2 separate regions of the Mus musculus genome follow, and region 2 is linked to region 1. A link is a contact called in public HiChIP or PLAC-seq data. All regions are on one chromosome and are shown on one strand. Each heading gives the region's core, a stretch centred on a gene start, on an enhancer-like site or on the middle of the called end of the contact. The rest is flanking DNA. Distances are from core to core; before and after follow the strand shown. Region 1 has its middle 56 kb from the start of Gm33172. Region 2 has its middle 39 kb from the start of 4930526H09Rik.

Region 1 (6,783 bases), core at 677-3,176:
GTTAACCACAAAACCAAATGCAACCACAAAGATACTTTTCTAAGAAAAAAATTTTCTCTCCTTCCCAAACCAATTTGGTTATTTTAGATTAGTGAAAAATGGTAAGAAGCATTCCATGGTTGGTTTTAGATCAAGCCTTAACCCCCAACAGTCTATTTAAATAAGAAACAATGTGGATCATGGGATAAAATATTTGCAACAGATGACAAAAAGCATCTACATACTAAAAATATATTCACTATAAATATATATATAAACATATATATATATGACTTATATACATACATATACAGAATAAATATAAATCTTGAAATCTTGTTTGGTAAGCACTGGTTATAACATATTTATTATGTAGAAAAAGAAGCCTCAGGTTTAATCATCTGCATAACGATTTGACAAGGTAAAATTAGATGTGTCATTTATGTAAGATGCTACTTGGAACAATTACTTTTCAAACCTTCACCTTTCAAGTAGGAAAAAATCATTCTGTTCCCAAGACCCAGTGTCATGATCTCCTGCTTGTTAGCATTAACCTCGAGCAACTTTGCTCACATTTATTCTTGGAAAAGGAGAATGGAAGGAAAATAAAAAGGGAATACAGGAGTAAAGGAAAACAGAGGTGTGAGATATTCAGAGACAAATATGATAACAGTCCCAATCAAGGAAGAAATGGATTATGTTGAGCTAGGATGCAAAGGAGTTAATAACTGCTAGCATAAATACTACAGTTAGCAACAGTTGCATTGGTCCAAACAACAAAGAATTGTGGGTTTTCAGCTGAGAATTCCTAGACATGTCAGCAGACAGTAACATGTTTCAGAGTGACATCCTTCAAAAAGCTGATAGTGGGGTGCACTGTAGGAACCCAGGTGCAAAGGCCAGATGGAGCTCTGAGCTTAAGCATTCAGCTTTGCCATTTATAAACTGAGCCCGTCAGATGTGAATAAGTTCCGAACCCTGTTTTCCTTCCAAGTAAAACTCAAGACTTGAGAGTTTAATCTGCCGTCTTTGCTTTGAAAATCAAAGCCTACAGATTGTGAAGGCTGACTGGTGGCCTCTCTGCTTCCTTCTTTATATTCTTATGTAACAGCAAACTCTCCCAAAAATAGATGATACAATTTTCACATCAAAGGTACATGGCAAAATTCCTACAGATTTAAAGAATTTTCTTCCCTTGAGGAGAAACAACATTGCCAGTGGCTGTTCCCCAACAATAAAATGTGCTCAGGAGTCCTTGGCGATACAATGGGCGTGACGAGTGAAGGAGGATGCTCAGAAGCAACAGATGCTCAGGAAATCCGCAGCTTCAGTCTGTGCATTCATCGGCACAGTCCAGTGCTTTAGAAAACTAAAGTGTAAAAGCACTCTTCTAGTCAGACATTCGTTTGCTTAACCACGTTTATTGCACAAAGATTGCATGTCAAGCACAGAATCAGAAACTAAGAATGCAAAATTAGAATGACTCATCAGCACCCGAAAAGCTCTCCTCTAGTTGGTATAAGACAAGAAACCTATTGTTCCGATACTGGAATATAATGAACACTATATCAGAAATACATAGGATTTTTGGGAAGAAAAGGCAGAAGCATTTAATAAGTATATAGTGATATGACAGAGATTGGTGGAGAGAAAGTCATTATACAACTAAAATTACACCAAGTGGGAGAGGAAAGGGGCCAGCTCTTAACGGAGTCCTTTGTTTTCCTCAAGATAAAATTTTATTCTCCTTTTTGTTAAGCTTCAAGAAGGTAGAGATCAAAATGAACTATGTCTTAATCTCGTTTCATGAGCTAATGTTCTCTAGTAGTGGGTATTTCATGAAAATATTTTATTGGAAAAATTACTCAATGAAATAGCTACAGTGAATTGCTCATACTCTCAACAGAAGTGATTAATGTATAGATCAGCTAGCCTGATAGTTTCTCTTGGATGGCTTCCTACTTACTGTTCTATTGCTATGAGGAGATACCATGACAAAGGCAGCTTACTGAACAAAGCATGTTATTGGTGGCTTGCTTAGAGTTGTGAGCTAGAGCAGTACCTAACTTACATCGTTATCTGCAGGCAGGAGGCAATGTGTTTGGGTTTTGGACTACCCTCAGGGTCACCTCCTTTAACGAGGCCACACCTCATAATTCTTTGAAACAATTCAACTAAGAACCAAATATTCAAATATATGAGCTCACAAGGACCATTCTCATTTAAATCGTCCCATTCCACTTTCTGACCGGCAAAGCCTTGTAGCCATATCGTAATGCAAAATGCATTCAGTTCAACTTCAAAGGTCCCCAGAGTCTCAAACAGTCTCAAGATTGTTAAAATGCCCAAAGTCCCTTTTGAGACACAGGCATTCTCTTAACTATTATCCCTGTAAAATAAAAATTAATTAAGTTAAATTAAATTAAATTAAATTAAAAAGCAAATGACAAATTCCAATAACAATGTTACAGACTATGTGTTACCATTCCAAATGTCGAAAAGGGAACATGGTGAGAAAATACTGGTCCAGAGTGAGATGAAAGTTCAATGGCACAAACTCTAAAGCCTGACTTAGATTTCTCATACTCCTGCCGGCTTTGTTGACTGCAGCACACTTTTTCTCTCCTGGGCTTTTTCCACTTTCTGTCTGCAGCTTACCCTTGGCATGCATCCCAAGATTATAGTATCTCCGATATCCTTGAGACGCCAATGAATCTAGAAAAGATTCACCCCTGTGCCTGAAGCTGCCAAGTTCTTCTGCTGGCTTGGGATGGGCTCTGACCCTATCCTTGAATTACATTTGCGTAAGCTTTGACTTGTTCAAAGTTTTTCCTTTGCTTCACAAGCTTTTTGTTGCCCTAAGGGTGCCCCTCCCTTTATTCATTTTCCCTCAAGTTTTTCCTTAAACTCTTCTCTTTGATCTGAAGGCTTGGATCCAACAGTACATTTTCTGGTCCTCTTTTTCTTTTTTCTTAGATATTTTCTTTATATACATTTCAAATGCTATCCCGAAAGTTCCCTATATCCTCCACCCACCCTGCTCCCCTGCCCACCCACTCCCACTTCTTGGCCCTGGTGTTCCCCTGTATTGGGGCATATAAAGTTTGCAATACCAAGGGACCTCTCTTCCCAGTGATGGCTGACTAGGCCATCTTCTGCTACATATGCAGCTAGTGACATGAGCTCTGGGGGTACTGGTTAGCTCATATTTTTGTTCCACATATAGGGTTTCAGACCCCTTCAGTTCCTTGGATACTTTCTCTATCTCCACCATTGGGGGCCCTGTGTTCCATCCAATAGATGACAATGAGCATTCACTTCTGTATTTGCCAGGTACTGGCATAGCCTCATACGAGACAACTATAACAGGGTCCCTTCAGCAAAATCTTTCTGGCATTGTGCAATAGTGTCTGGGTTTGGTGGCTGATTGTGGGATGGATCCCTGGGTGGGGTAGTCTCTAGATAGTCCATCCTTTTGTCTTAGCTCTAAACTTTGTCTCTGTAACTCCTCCCAGGCGTGTTTTGTTCCCTATTCTAAGGAGGAATGATGTATCCACCCATTGTCTTCCCTCTTCTTGATTTTCTTGTGTTTTGCAAATTGTATCTTGGGTGTTGTATGTTTCTGGGCTAAAATCCACTTATCAGTGAGTGCATGTCCTCTTTTTCTCTTCGAGCTGTCCATTTTGTATTTATTTTTGTCCTGATTGCCCTTTTCCATTATAAATCTGCACAAGAGTGGTTACTAATAACTGAGTGACATGGTCAATACTAGCTTGTTTTGGAATCTCATCTGATAATGACATTATTTCAAAGCTCTTCAATTTAGCCTCAGGCAGATTCTTAGGACAAGGGCACAAGTCAGCTAGTCATTGCCAAAGTATCACAAGAATGGTATGCAGGCCACTGGTTAATATTCTTCCCTTCTTAAACCTCTTGGGCTGGGTCTCTATAGTCCACAATGCTGTCTTCTAAGCTTCTACTATAGTGGCTAGTTCAGCCCCACTTACAGTGTTCAACTACTTTCCAAATCCAAGGACCCACATCCATGCTACACCAGTAAGCAGCATCGTCATAGCAACACCCCAGTCCCTGGTACCAATTTCTGTCTTAGCTCCTGCTCTGTTGCCAGGAGTAGGTAACATGGCAAAGCATTAGAAGAGAGCCTTTAACTGGGAGCTTTCTTACAGCTTCAGAGGAATAGTCAATGAACATCAAGGCAGGGAACATGGTAGCAGGCAGAAAGGTATGGCATTGGAGCAATAGCTGAACGATTACATGACCTGATCTGTATACAGGTGTGTGTGTATGTGTGTGTGTGTGTGTGTGTGTGTGTGAGAGAGAGAGAGAGAGAGAGAGAGAGAGAGAGAGAGGGAGAGAGAGAGGCAGAGAGAGAGACTGAGCCTCATGGACTTGTTTGAAACTTCAAAGGCTACTCCCCAGTGACACAACTTCTCCAAGAAAACCATGCCTCCTAATCCTTCCTAAACACTCCACCAATTGGGAATCAACTATTCAAGTAAATGAGCCTATGAGGGCCTTTCTCACTCAAAATAGCACAAATGATCAATCCCAAGGAATGGATAATTATTCCTTGACAGGTATAACCTGGTTCCTTGTTCCTCAGTTTCACTACCAGTTCAAAGAGCAGCCTTTCTTCTTGCATAAACTCTGATCTAAAGCTGGAGAATTTACAGAGCTCTGGAGTAGAGTATAAGTTCCAATCTGATGGAGACAGTTTCTCAACTGTGGTTCCTATTTGCAGATAACATGATGACTCTAGCTTGTACCATACTGACATAAACCAAGCACAGACCCCGTTCTTTACCTTCGTACACTCTCATTCAACTACTCTTTTAGGGGGCTGGTGAATTCCCAGATTGATTTTTCTCATCTCTCCACCAAAATGATAATAGGACTGCAACTTTTACTTTATATTCTTGATCCTCTTGGGACTCCCAGCAGGTATAAGTTGCCCTTTCTTCCAACTCTTTCTAGCTATAAACCAGACAACTTGGCTTAGTTGCAATGCAGGAGACAGGGCATTTATTATGGGATGTTTACTTCAAAGTACTGAGATTCCTAGTTCATGAACAACTCATCTCTACTTGTCAATCCTTTTCCTTATTTATAGCCAATAATAATGACTTAATAATGATTCACAAATAATCTAATAAAAAATAAATCCATTGCAGGTTTTTCCATAATGGTACATTTCCCATGTTCTCAAGACATAGCTTTCTTCCCAAGCTCCTGTCCACTTTATAGTTCTTCTTAATTCACATTCTGATGTAATTCTATCAAAAGGTTATGAACATTAATGCGTAGTATACTGTCTTCAAAGAGAGACTGAAGAAATAGAGAGTTAGTCAGGACTCTGAAGCAACTGAATATGCAAATATTTATTTGAATTTTAAACCACATGTAAATAGTTATATTCATATTTGAATACATACTCAACTACAGATCAAAATTTGCCAAACCATATCATATCCTAGGTCATTGAATGTCTTCATGAATATAAAAGACTATGGCCTTTGCACACAATGAATTTCAGCTAAAAATCTCTAATGCAGTGCTCTATAAGTTTAGAAATTAAGTATCACTGGACATAAACATTTATAGAGGATGGCCTTGTTGGACATCAGTGAAAGGAATGGTCCTTGGTCCTGTGGAGGTTCGTTGCCCCAGAATAGAGGAATGCCAGGGCATGAAGGCAGGAGTGGGTGAGTGGGTAGGGGAGCACCCTCATAGAGGAAGGGGGAGGGGAAGGAGATGGGGGTTTCCAGAGGGGAGACCTGGAAAGGGGATAACATTTGAAATGTAAATAAAGAAAATATCCAATAAAAATATGGATAAAATATGGATAAAAATAAATGTGCTTTTAAAAAGGAAATCTAAATAATACATAGATCAAGAAAACATCTTGAAATATTTTGAATTGAGAGATGGCTCGGTGGTTAGGTGAATGAGTGCTGCTCTTAGATAAGACCCATGTTTGGTTCTCAGCACCCCAGTCAGATGGCTCATAGCCCCATCTGACTACAGCTCCAGGGAAAATGCTACTCTCTTTTGGCTTCTAAGAATATCTGAACTCAAGTGCACACTCACTCACAGACATGCAAACATACAAGTAACAAAAAATACTTTTAAAAACTAAAAAAATACCTTAAATTGAATAACAATGAGAGCATATTTAAAAATTTTTAAGTTGTGGAATATTATTAAACCCATATTAAGTACCTTTCTTTAACATTTGGTTTTATGTGTGTGTGTGTGTGTGTGTGTGTGTGTGTGAGAGAGAGAGAGAGAGAGAGAGAGAGAGAGAGAGAGACAGAGACAGAGACAGAGACAGAGACAGAGACAAAGAGAGACAGAGAGAGACAGAGAGAGACAGAGAGACAGAGAGACAGAGAGAGCGCTGTGTGTATGCAGGGACTAACAAGGGCCAGAAGAGGGTGATAGATTCACTGGAGCCTGAGCTACAGATGACTGTGAGAAGCCTGATGTGTATGTGGAGAACTGAATTCAAGTTCTCTACAAGGGCAAAAAGCACTTTTAAGAGCAAGGGCATCTCTTTACCTACATAAATTTCTTTATATAGTCAAATACACACACACACACACACACACACACACACACACACACACACATATATATATATATATATATATATATATATATATATATATATATATATAATATCCAATAAAAATATGGATAAAGTATGGATAAAAAATAAATGTGCTTTTAAAAAAAGAAATCTAAATAATCCATAGATCAAGAAAACATTTTGAAATATTTTGA
Region 2 (7,019 bases), core at 3,773-6,272, 200 kb before region 1:
CCACAGGATTGATACATTATTTAGAAGCACCAAGCAGGCTACTGTTAGCTAGACTTTAGTCTGTTGGTGCCTATCAAAGTTTCCTTCACATATCACAGAACATTTTATGATTTTAAATATTGCCTTGAAGAGTTTCTTTTCTTTGTCTAGATTCAAAGGGAAAAATAAAATGGCTCATTCAAGTCTCTATAATATACAGGACATTTAAGACGTAAAATAATGGCCTGGCATGGTGGCACACGCCTTTAATCCCAGCACTCGGGAGGCAGAAGCAGGCGGATTTCTGAGTTTGAGGCCAGCCTGGTCTACAAAGTGAGTTCCAGGACATCCAGGGCTATACAGAGGAACCCTGTCTCAGAAAACAAAAACAAACAAACAAACAAACAAACAAACAAGACATAAAATAATAAACATAACCATCCACAGCTCAACTCTTAATCCTGTGATACTCAAGAACTTCTAACTAGATTTAATATCCCAAAGATTCCACGATCTCTCAGCCATGCCTTCCTGGGACAAAGTAAAACACAATTGTTTCTTGGGAATGCTCAGGCTATACCCAACCCAACAAGCTGGTGTTTCTCACTGTCTGTATTCCATCTACTTGATTTCTAATACACAGAAATCAAATATCTATTAAGCCTCTCTGTAACTGAACTCTCTTTAAACTTTTAGCTCCGACAGATTTCGTGAGGAAGGTGATTTTGAAGCAGTCTGCATCTCAGAGGAATACTGGGCATCCAACGATCACAGAGTATCTGGGTTCAAAAGAACAGCAAGGAACACCTTGATTGTATTTCTTACTGCATTTCTGAGGAAACCATTCAATAATTACTGATTTAATTATACTTTCTTCCCCAATCTAGGGCACAAGAAACCTTTGTTTGGAATGTCTAGTGTGTCAACCACAGGTAAATACCAAGGGTGGCTTAGGTGACCTATTTCCGTTTTTGTCTACTTTAAAGCTGCTTTGATCACTACTATTATTTATAAGGTTTTCAGTGGTGGATCAAAGGCTATCTGTAGCCCATATTTTACTGGATTTATTCTTCAAGGTCACTGCTCTCCTGACTTCTGATTGTTTCACTCTGAAGTTGTCATATGATTTCTCCTGTTTATTAGTAGGCACTTTCTCATTTCCTCTCTTATGTGTTAATATTTTTATGACGTGTTCCTTTTATACTTCTTTCTGTTATACTCTAAAGCATCCTGAAACTACTAAGTATGTTTTGGAGCAACGTATTTTTTAAATCAAATTAATAGATCAATTTATTATTTAATAACCAAGTAGACAAGTCTAATTGTTCCTAAGGAAGTTGACTTTTTTGGATGACGGTGATCTGGACTCCTATGTGTAGATCATGTTGAGCTCCAGGTACATGCTATCTGCATAGAAGTAGAATCCAGAGTGCAAAGTGATTATCTTCATTAATCCCTATTTCAGTGCTTCCGTCTCGCCAGTCACTCCAGGAAGAAACTATTTTTACTTTTCCCAGCTCCTTTGCCAACAGCAGTCCTATTTCTTAGAATATTTTTTCAACATTTTCTTCTAAGAAGCTCCCCCTCTTTTGCTCTGAATCACCCCTTATCACGCATGGGTAGACTCCCATCATGATCCTTTTTACATAAATTTAAGAACCTCTTGACTTGCACCTTGCTTTCCGATATCTTCCCTCAAACCTTATCCCCTGTTCAAACATGGCATCAGTATCTAAACTATAAATGGTTTCTCTGAGACTTTTCTTTTGCTGTTTTCACTCTTTTCACTGTTTAATAGCTAAAATCGAAGTTTCTTAACACACCCGTCACATCATACCCATTTAGGACATACCCATAAACCTCTTGACCTTGATCACAATGTTTAACTTCCTATATCTGGCTTCTCTTTTACAGTGTGGACTGTATCTCTCACTCAGAAACCATGTTATTATCTACACACTTTCATTTCCTCCATTCCCCACCTTCCTCCTCCACTGAATGTGAAAGTCCTGCTTAGTTTTCCTAAATGAGATCAGAAGCTCTTGTTGAAGTCACCCGCACAATCCCTCGTGATTTCCTTGGTGGGCCGATTTGGCTTTGCACACTTCCAGCACAGCTTTCTATCTATGTGTTTACATGACTATCACGCCTTACCAAATAGGAATCTTTACACATGGGCACTGTGCTCTTTCTATTTAGATGTTCAGGGTCTGGACTAATGATTGAAATATAGTAATTTTTCATCTGAGCACTAGTGAGAGAGGAAGTTTTTCATAGCCTTCCTTCTTTAAAGCCTCCAGACTTCAATTTAGCACTTTGGGAGCTTGGTCTGTGATCTATCTGATTTACAGGCAGGGAGGCAATGAGGACAATGTAGAAGGAGACAGGTCCTTGTGTATTCCCATTTGCCCTGGTATAGCCAAAGTCCTGTGGTTCAGCTGCACAAATATTTCTGAGATATATTTTAATTCAGACTGCCCGTTGCTTGTCTCCATGTCTGAATTGTCTCTCCCCGACTTCCTTGTCATAAATTATGTCTTTCCCAATCTAACCACGGTAATCTTTGCCAGATGTTAACATTCCTGACTGTGTTCTGAAATTCTTAGACAAAAGTCTAAGCTCCTTATGACTGTTTTTAATAATGCTGGTATATTCTGGCTTTGACTGTTTCTCCAGCTTCATGTGTCGCCATTCTGCCCTAGATCACCTGGGCTCCACTAGATGAAATAGGTGGTATTTCATCAGATCTGCCTTGTTTTAGTTCCTTCTGGGTTGTGAAGATTTTCTTTGGACACTTTCTCTTTGTCTCTTCATTTTTTTTTAAACTTTTAACTGCTCACTCAAGTCATAGACTGGCTATTACCCACCCCAGAAGGCTTTCCTTTGTAAACAAACCCAGATTAGAAATATCTTCTCTCTTCGTTCTACCAATTTCTCTTATTTGCTCCTGTTGATCTACCATATACAAATATCATACCATTCACGGTAGCCTTTCCTGTTGTTCGTGTAACTTAATCAACTAAGACTTTGGAAAGCAGAAATTCTGCCAGTGTTTCTTGCTATGTAGATAGTAGATTGAGCAGAAACTTTCACACAGTCGTGCCAAATATTATTCAATGAGAAAATGAATGAACCCATGAAAAACAATTTTGTGTCATCTACCGGGATTCTTTTTGACATGATCTCTAGAGTACTGGAGAAAAGAAACTGAAACACACAAGTTTAAGGAGACCTAGAGAGGGAGGAATCACTGCTAATTATACACAAAGCTGCGCCTCCCCCACAACCCAGCACTGCTTTTCAAGTGAGAGAAGAGACCATGGGTTTTTATGATCTCTAATTTCCTTCCAAGTTTAACAGTCAGCCTGAAATCCAGAGTTCTCATAAGATGAAGGATCTGTGTGAATGACTATCAAGGGAAACATGATGATCAAGACAGATGGGGTGGGGGAGATGGAGTTCTGTTCGATAATGTCACTGCTCCTCTGTAAGAAGGGAAGTCCCCTTTCTGTGCCAATGTGACTTGAAGTCACTAACCATGATCAGGTATGCCAGAAATAGTTTTCTAAAACTATCATGAAGTTGAGATCTGACCCCACAGCAGGAGTATGGGTTCAGGAAGGCAAGCTTGTAAATATTTTTGTCAAATCCTTGTGTCTTCTTGTGAGTCAAAAGGGTAACATTAATGATTCAGCAAGATTGCTCAATTTGGAGGCCTTAATGTAAGCTTCGAACACTTGAGAGGATGGAGCATAGGGAGGAAGTGTTGCCACCTCGGATGAGTCTTGAGTTATTTATAAATATTGTGTCAATTAATTTTAAATTGGCCATATTTAATTTGGGGCTGAAAATAGACCGGACTTCCTCCTTAGATTGCTCATATGATTCCAAAGAGTTCAGAAGGATTTTTAAAATATTTTTTCCTTTGTAACTCCTGTCTATTAGTTGTATCAAACAGTGAGACTCATCATGACATTGACACATGTATGATATTTATCTTATTATATTCATACTTCCACTACTATCTTTTCTTCCTCAAATAATATTTTCCTTTTCTCCATGAAATAACATTTTATTAATTTTTTTTGTTTTTTGTTTTTTTGAGACAGGGTCTCTCTGTGTAGCCCTGGCTGTCCTGGAACTCACTTTGTAGACCAGGCTGGCCTCGAACTCAGAAATCTGCCTGCCTCTGCCTCCTGAGTGTTGGGATTAAAGGTGTGCGCCATCACACCTAATTATGTGAGAATTTTGTACACTATATTTGGCCAACTCTTCACAGATCCACCCAATTTCATCAACTCTCCTCTCTCTCTTTAACTCATTGAGTCTATTTTGCTTTGTCCACATATCCTTGGGGCTGTCCTGGAACATGGTCCATCTAATCGGGGTCATTGTCTTAACTCTACTTTATTGGGGTATTAAGATATTTTTCGTGTATTGATTATTAGTGAAACATTGAAAAATACCTTTTGATCCTTGACGGCAAGCCAAAGACTTTTAGATGTTTACCTTAAGAAACTTATTTTTTGTATTTCTTTTTCTTTATTAGATATTTTCTTCATTTACATTTCAAATGCTACCCCCTTTCCTAGTTTCCTCTTTGAAAGTCCCCTATACCCTCCCCCTGCCCTGCTACCCAACCCACTCACTCCCCCTTCCTAGCCCTGGCATTCCCCTGTACTGGGGCATATGATCTTTGCAAGACCAAGGGCCTCTCCTCCCATTGATAGCCACCTAGGCCATCCTCTGCTACATATGCAACTAGAGTCACAAGCTCTAGGGGTACTGGTTAGTTCATATTGTTGTTCCTCCTATTGAGTTGCAGACCCCTTTAGCTCCTTGGGTACTTTCAACTTGAGCTTTACAAGTTATTTCTTATTTGTGATAGTGGTCATAAGCATACAAGTGGACTACTGAGGAAAAGGATTACTAAGTCTGGATGAATCACTGCCACCCATGACTTGAACTCTATGACTTCTCCCTCTCTGAGGTCAAGAGATCCTGCAGAGAGGAGGCTCATGCTTAAAATAGCTCTAGGGAGGCAAGCTGGTGACTGATGGAGCCTTACGTCTGCTTTATTTTTAGCTTGCCCTTTATGCTGTGTCAGTAGTAATCACTGGGACAGACAGATGTGATATTAATGACATATTACATTTTGGTAAGTGAAATTTGGCCAAAAGAAAACTAGATTTAAGGTGGCCAATGATGTATTGGATAGTTTAAACTACTCAGAAGGAGGGATGTTTAATGCTCCTATCACACAGCCACAATAAAGAGAGCAGGTACACTAATCATTTCAAATGGTGTACGTGTGTGTGTTTGTGTGTGTGTAATGTTCACATATCACATTGTTTCACATAAATATGTACAATCATGTGACAATTAGAAATAAGAAAAAAAAAACAGTGGATGAATATATAACTGGTTAAAGCACAAAAAATACCAGGTAATGGTGACAAGAAATGGACTTTCCTTTCAATTATGTTACATGGAGAAAATTACTCAAGATATGTAAATTTCAGGCTCTCTATAATTTAAAAAGGCTAATATAAATAAGATATGGAGGACAAAAATGTATTTAACTTGGTTAAATGTAGTATTCTTGTTGTCTGTTTGCTTGTTTACTTTTAAATTATTGGCAGGAGTTGGAAAGTCAAAAGGGGTTTCTGAAGGGAATAGGAGGGCTATGTTTAGTTGACAAAGTTTGTTCTCAAATTCACATAGATTTACAGACACAGAAGCTTCCTGGTAATAGTTAAACTCTATTAAAAAAAATCTATTTTAAGACTTGCTTACATGTCATTCTCCATGCTTACTACAATTAATAGTTTTAACACACACACACACACACACACACACACACACACACACAGAGAGAGAGAGAGAGAGAGAGACAGAGAGAGACAGAGAGAGACAGAGAGAGACAGAGAGACAGAGAGACAGACAGAGACAGACAGAGACAGAGACAGAGACAGAGAGAGGTGGGGAAGAAGGAGAGAGGGAGAGAGAGAGAGGGAGGGGAAGGGGGAGGGGGAGGGGGAGGGGGAGGGAGAGAGAGAATGAGAATGAATTACCTCTGTGTGGCAAGAGTAACTAAGATTCACTGTTTGGAGCATCCTCTGTAGACTAACCAAAACTATGTGAACACTTAACTCTTAGTGCAGTGTTCTAAAGCAGGCCTTTTAGTATCTCATACTTAGAGAATAATTTCAGAGAAAAGAAAGATATGAAGTTCAAATCCTGGTAGCAAGATTCAGTCTCACAGAACTGACTTTAGATGTACCACGGGGGTGGGGGGTGGGCAGGGAACTTGTAGTTTCTATCTTAATGCTGTGGTGTGGTCAGTCTTGTCTCAGTTTTATGGTGAAGTGATAGGCAGGGCTGCTGTGAAGAACTTGGCAGTGTTCAGTTCTCAGCTATAAACTTGTGAGCAATATCATTCTCTCTACCCCCCAGGGAACGTTATAGACGAAGGGGCTGGGGGATGCTGTGAAACCCTGCCAGCAGATATTACCTGGCTATTGCAATCATGAACATGAAGTAGCTACGGTCAGCACAAGGCCTGAATAGGGTTGAGCCTTTTACCATTACACAGTGGCTGGAGGAGGAACCCACGAGACCACCACCCCTTCTTGAGGAGCTATTGAAATGTTCTTCTCACTTTCTTCTGTGTTGTGGCTAATGATACTGCGCATGCTCTGGGAAACAACCAAGTGCTGTGCTCATTTAAGGAACCCTGATTAAACTCCACAGGGGGAAAAGATATGAATGAGGACGGGGGCTCCATAGAAAGAAGAGAAACTTCTGTTGAAGACTGATGAGAGTTAGAGAAGCTAGTGGTGGTAGGTGTGTTAATAATACATTGGATACGAGATTGTGAAAAATAAAGGAGAAAGATGTGAGTATGAGTGAAATACCACCCACCCATCACTCACCAAGCTCCAAGGGGCTAAAAAGACTCATTCTCTTATAATTGTCTCCAAGTCACTGCAGAAATCTCTGTATATAAGCCAACCTTCCTATAATAGGATCTATATAAA

The links. HiChIP or PLAC-seq counts read pairs in DNA pulled down with a chosen protein or histone mark.
Region 2: a contact with region 1 is called in a CTCF HiChIP or PLAC-seq map of the NIH/3T3 cell line, with 12 read pairs. The contact joins two enhancer-like sites. A contact is called at or near these places in 1 of 15 datasets of contacts at CTCF or cohesin (the NIH/3T3 cell line), 2 of 484 Hi-C or Micro-C datasets (cardiomyocytes and nephron progenitors), 1 of 115 datasets of contacts at active chromatin or transcription factors (fibro-adipogenic progenitors) and 1 of 9 other capture datasets (bone marrow-derived macrophages).

What each region holds. Positions count from the first base shown.
Region 1 is chr13:110,736,369-110,743,151 of GRCm38.p6, reverse strand. No RefSeq gene overlaps it. Among named protein-coding and RNA genes, the nearest start is that of Gm33172, 56 kb to the right of the region's middle. Within about 2 kb of position 1,926, at least 24 of the 459 cell types and tissues checked have an H3K27ac peak or open chromatin away from gene starts, as enhancers often do. A contact at or near this core is called in the NIH/3T3 cell line, where this site is marked.
Region 2 is chr13:110,939,779-110,946,797 of GRCm38.p6, reverse strand. No RefSeq gene overlaps it. Among named protein-coding and RNA genes, the nearest start is that of 4930526H09Rik, 39 kb to the right of the region's middle. Within about 2 kb of position 5,022, at least 33 of the 459 cell types and tissues checked have an H3K27ac peak or open chromatin away from gene starts, as enhancers often do. A contact at or near this core is called in the NIH/3T3 cell line, where this site is marked.